Linked DNA regions of Sus scrofa: region 1 is linked to region 2. The links are chromatin contacts, called in public HiChIP or PLAC-seq maps. All regions are on one chromosome and are shown on one strand. The core of a region is the stretch at or near the end of the contact, and the rest is flanking DNA. Distances in the headings are between cores, read along the strand shown.

What was found. HiChIP or PLAC-seq counts read pairs in DNA pulled down with a chosen protein or histone mark.
Region 1: a contact with region 2 is called in an H3K27ac HiChIP or PLAC-seq map of alveolar macrophages. The contact joins the promoter of MAP3K6 here to the promoter of TMEM222 in region 2. A contact is called at or near these places in 3 of 5 promoter capture datasets (fetal liver, fetal skeletal muscle and liver), 9 of 47 Hi-C or Micro-C datasets (adipose tissue, epiblast stem cells, heart right ventricle and 5 more) and 2 of 2 datasets of contacts at active chromatin or transcription factors (alveolar macrophages and skeletal muscle).

The regions. Positions count from the first base shown.
Region 1 is chr6:84,584,069-84,586,900 of Sscrofa11.1, forward strand. It overlaps MAP3K6 (mitogen-activated protein kinase kinase kinase 6), which reads right to left and starts at 1,360. Exons shown (of 29, transcript XM_013988796.2): 1 at 603-1,360. The coding sequence starts at 1,182.
Region 2 is chr6:84,545,606-84,548,305 of Sscrofa11.1, forward strand. TMEM222 (transmembrane protein 222) reads left to right here and starts at 1,289. Exons shown (of 6, transcript XM_003482003.4): 1 at 1,289-1,537. The coding sequence starts at 1,341. LOC102165905 (a long non-coding RNA gene) reads right to left here and starts at 1,277. Exons shown (of 2, transcript XR_299851.3): 1 at 918-1,277.

The DNA of each region.
Region 1 (2,832 bases), core at 110-2,609, 39 kb after region 2:
GCCTCCAGCCCCGCCCCAGCTCCATTCTCTCATAACTGCTTGGACCTCATAACCTAAGCTCCCTCGTGGAGAATCCAGTGTAGTTGGGTTCCTTCGCTTCTCTTTCTGCCTCTTCAGCCGGATCTTCGGAAGCGGTGTGCTAAGACCCTGAACTTCAACCGCACGTGTACAACCCCTTTCCTAGTCCAAGTTACACCTCCTGGGAGCCTCCCTCATGAGAGCCTCCCTCATGAGCTCCGTGCGAGATCATCCTGAGGCTGAGTTCTCCAACCTCACTCCTGAGATACCACACCCTGCCCCGCTCCCAGCCTCTCCTCAATTCTAGCCCCGCTCCCCAGGCATGATGCCGACTCCCGAGCGCTTAATCTCCAACCCTGAAGCCCGAACCAGGCCTGGATCGGCTAAATCCCAACCTGAGCCCTGCTGCGCTCCAGATCCCCTAAATTCCCATTTTTATCACGGCCCCGCCTCAAGCCCCTCAGTTTTAGCTCACTTTAGGTCTCGAGCACCCCCTCACCGACCTTGGGGTCTCCCGGGAGTCTCCGAGCCACGCCCCCTTCGGCTCCTCCCAGCTCCCAGGCCCCGCCCCCAAGCGCGCTCACCAGCATTGTAAAAAGAATCCAGTGCTGTAGTGTCTCCCAGAGCCAGGGTCCCAAAAGGCAGGCTGCGCAACTGAGGCCGCGGCCGCGGTCCAGGGAGCTGCGCGCAGGCCTCCCGCAGGCAGCGCAGGGGTAGCGGCTCAGCCTCGTCTCCCGCCTCGGGCTCCACCCGGGTCTGCTGCTCCCGGGTCAGCACGTACACCACGCTGAGGGGCCGGCTTCGCGTGCAGCCCCGGCCGTGAGACGCCGCGAGCGGCCGGCCCCGGCTCAGCGCCTCGGCCAGCGGGTCCTGCCAGCAGCTGCCGGCGCACTCCAGGGTTCCGGACCGCGAGCACGGCCCCGCCATGCGGGGGCGCTCGGTCGTCGGGCGCCCGGTTTTGGGCACCCGGGGCGAGACAGGAGCCAGGGATCGGGAATCTGGTTGGGATCGGGAATCTCCTTCGGGATCTGAAGATCTGGATATCCGGAGTCCTGCTAAAGGTCCCCTATTTGGGAATCTGGTGTCCAGGGCGAAATCCGGGCTCCGACTTGCAAGATCCTGAGGATCTGGAGTCGGGGATTGGGTCCCGGGAATCTTGGGCATCTGGTGATCCGCTTCTGAGTCACGTGGGAGATCCCGGAATGGGTCTGGCAGTGCCCACCACGCGGATTCCACAGGAGAGCTCCGACCGTCGCTCTCCTGTAGGCCGGGCCCAGCCCTTTCCCGGCCTACCAGGAAAGCTCCACCCTCGGCCTTGGGGCAGCACCGCTCCCTAGCGGCCCGGGACTCTTCTCTCCCTCCTCTCCCGCCAGAACCTCTGAGACAGGCCGCTTCCGGAACAGCCTGTGCCCCTGTGCACGCCAACCACTGCGGACTGCTCGCAGCAGGCGCTCATAAGATGTGTGCCCAGGCCAGCGCTGAGACAGAAGTGAGAATTGCAGGCCCTGCTCTGCAAGGGTCTGTTGACAGAATCCATCTCCAGAGACATCTGGATGTGTAGACCACAGCAGAGAATGCCTGAAGAGTGTCGGTCCTCCAGGTCCTGCTGTGCAGGCTGGGAGGGTCTGGGCTGGGGGAAGCCAGCTCCTTGGGCTGCCAGGAGCATGGTATGTGAGCCCTGTCCTTTGCCCTTTTGCCAGGGGGCTGCTTTCCCAAGAATTCAATCTGTTATGGAGCTCTGCTGACCTTTGACCTCCACCCCACACGTGACCATGGGACCTAAGAGTCCTTATGCAGATGTTTCTCTACCTCCCTGAAGGAGAACCCCAGATATTCCAGCCCTTGGGCTGCAATAGCTTCCCAGCTCCAATCTCCAAGAATCCCTAACCTTCTAGTGTGAATTAGTGTGCCAGCAGCCTGGTGTAAACCTCTGTGGACTCTGAAATCAGGAACTGGGGACTTAGAGAGGTTGAGTAACTTGTCCAAGATCACTCAGCTACATGACAGAGCAGGATGACATGACAGAGCCCAGAAATACCTATCAGCCTGCAGAGATCAGACTCTTAACTACTTATTGCTCTGCCACTTTCTAGAATGTGACTCTAGCGAATTAACTAACTGCTCAATAAATGTTAGTTCAGTAACTGCTATTTCACTGCCATGTTGCCCCATGGAAGAAAAATGTACCTGCCTGAGTTCAAACTAGCCCCTAATGAGACAGGCAAGAAGTTGTGGAAGATGAGAACTCGACTTACAACAGAGCGTGGAAACAGACAACTTAGAAGGGACAGGCAGGGGACAACAGAGAGGGTGAGATAGCTGTCTGATTCCCACCACAAAACTGTCTACTTGTAGGGCCAAAGAGAAGTGTCAGTGAATGCTTGAATCCTTCCAAGTGCGCCACTAAATGTTTCTCTGGCCTCGGCTTGCATACCTCTAGAGACAGAAGCCTCATTACCGTTTGAGGCCATCTATCTGACTAGAAGATCTTTCCTTGAATGGAACTCACACCTGTGTCCCTCCCCTGCCCTGTCAAGTTCTTCTCAGTAATTGGAAGAGGCCTGCAAGCCAAGAAAGGGTTAAAATGATTTATTTTTTAAACATGGACAGAAGAGCAGAGGTGGTTAGCGATGGGGAGAAGTAGCCGAGGGTCTGGAAGCTGTACAGGAGAGATAAGGGTGCTGGTTGCTCGGGTGCCCTAGCGAAGCATCGTGTGGGTGGCCATGCTGAAGCCGAGTTGAAGCCATAGTTATGGGTGGTGGCTTCGGACACTGAGTAGCACCTGTTGAGATTGGACTGGTAGCAGGATCTGTA
Region 2 (2,700 bases), core at 39-2,538:
ACCTAATCTATTCCATACCTGGCCAGATGCTGGTTGTTGCCCTTCAAGGATCACTTACTACACATGGGTCACAGGAGAGGCACAAAGATACTCAAAGAATTTTGAGTGGGTTAGAATCATTTTCTGCGGTGATAATCTGCAAGGCCTTTATAAAACACCCATTCAATCATTCAGTAAATCAGTAAATATCTAGTGGGCATCTGTTCTACACTAGGAACAATGCTAGGTACGGAAATTAAGGACCTTAGAGTTCCATAACAGAAAGACATACCCCTCAAAACGCACTGAAACATTAGGTGCTAAAAACAGGACAGCAGGCTTTCTTTAGAACAACTTTAAGAGAGCGTGATTCAGTGGAAGAAAAACCTTCCCGGAAAGGCATAGCTCAAACCTTCCTAAGTGGATTTGTCCAAATCTCCCTCTAGCCTGATTTTTAGCCACTGCCTTCCTCCCCCCCCCCCATTTTCCCCTTCCTACCCCAGCAGATTCCATTTTCTTTGTCTATCTTGACATTTGTAAAAAAGCCCAAAGAATCCAAGGTTTGAGTCTGGCTTCTTTACATGATAGTGCGCGATCTCAGACAACTGTTTAACTTCCCCGAGCCTCGGTTTTCCCATTTGTACAATGAAAGGATTGGATCACATGGAAGGCTTGTAATTTAATCCTGCCAAGGTGATATTCACACTCCTGCACACTGTGTTCTGCAAGGCCTTTTTTTCTCTGCCCGGCTGCACGCATCCCTCCACCCCATCCCTGAGCCACCTGGCAAACAGCTCAAGTATCTTCAGGCAAATCTTCCCTGTTTCTACACACACGCCACACATTATTTCAGTCTATCCTTCCTTTATCACTACCTCGTGAGAGACTACAGAATGACAAAGGGGAGACAGACTTAGGTTTGAGTCGTGGCCACTTACCTCACCTCTTAAGCGTCAATATATCACTTGTAACCTGGGGAAATACCCAAATTCGCATGTCTAACAGACTGTGGGGATTAAAAACAGTGTATATCAAGGCAAGGCTTGGCGCCTAAGAAGCGCTCAGCAGAGACCGTACCACCCTCTTAGGAGCCCTTAGCGTACTGAATGACAGAGTCCTTGGTGGGTCTCCCGCACTAGACTGAGCGCTGCCTGAGGGCATCCCTTCCGCAGCGGTGCTGTGCCAGCGCAAACACTTCTGGCTGGTCCGCGCAGAAGGAACCAGGGCCAGGCAGGCCGGGCCCAGAGGGACGCGGTTCCAATTCCCGGGGGGAGGCCAAGCCGGGCGGACCGCACCTCCGGGAAGTGACGCCACCGAGCGAGCTGCTCCCGGACGGGGGCCGACCGGAACGGGCGCGCAGCATGGCGGAAGCGGAAGGGAGTTCGCCGCTCCTGTTGCCGCCGCCACCGCCGCCCCCGCCCGGGATGGCGGAAGTGGAGGCGCCGACGGCGGCCGACACGGACAAGAAGCAATTTAGCTGCGCGAGCGGCGGCGCCATGGACGTTGAGCGGAGCCGCTTCCCCTACTGTGTGGTGTGGACGCCCATCCCGGTGCTCACGTGAGTTTCCTCCCGCGTCCGCCCTGGGACCGGGAGAACCGGAGCCCGCGCGACGTCCTCCCGCTGCCCCGGCCCCAACGCACAATAAACCCTTCCTTAGGGTCCGGGGTTCGCCAGAACCCTGCCACCCGCGCAGCGCCAGTTTTGCTGACGGTCACAACCAGCTCCCCTCCCTCATTACACCCGGTCTAATCCGGGAGAAAGACAGTTGTTGACCGCGGAAAAGGTTCTGTGGCTGGGAAGCTCAGGACCTGTGGGCGTACTGATCCGGCCCCTAACCGGGTCTGAGAGAGACATCTTCATTCAACTCACTGGCTTATTCATTCATTAAACAAATGATTGCTGATCACTTCCTATACGCAAGACAACTGCTAGGTCTGGAGGCAAGAGTGGGAGTTTGGTTGGGACCACACCGACTTCTGAGATGCTGTCACTGGAAAGGTTCCCAGAGATCTGGGAGTCCAACCCTTTGTCTCACAAATGAGGCTGGAGATCACACACCATCTCAGTTGCAAAGTGGGTTTAAGTTGCAGGGTGTCTTTGTCAGAAGAGAAGGCAGATGCTCTGGTACTGCTGGCGCCTTTTAGCAAGAACTCCTGGTGGGAGTAGAGGGGGAGCTGGTTTGCCCTTGTGCTTCAGCCTTGACAGCTGGTAATAACCACTCTTCACAGTGCTGGACAGTTGGCCAAGCTCTTTCATGCCCATTTTTCTTGTGTGTGAGTTTCACAGCCACTTTCTAAAGTAGGAATTACATTCTCAGATGATGAAGCTGTACCATTAAATACCCTGATCAGGTTCACATGACAGTAAACAAAGGCATCCCAAACTCAGTTTTCTGACTCCATAAGTTGCTCTTCTTTGACTCCATCCTATCCCCTCTCACCTGATGGGATAGATTTGTCCCTTCTATCCAAAACAGCCAACTTCTCGGAGTTCCCGTCGTGGCGCAGTGGTTGACGAATCCGACTGGGAACCATGAGGTTGCGGGTTCGGTCCCTGCCCTTGCTCGGTGGGTTGACGATCCGGCGTTGCCGTGAGCTGTGGTGTAGGTTGCGGACGCGGCTCGGATCCCGAGTTGCTGTGGCTCTGGTGTAGGCCAGTGGCTACAGCTCCGATTCAACCCCTAGCCTGGGAAGCTCCATATGCCGCAGGAGCGGCCCAAG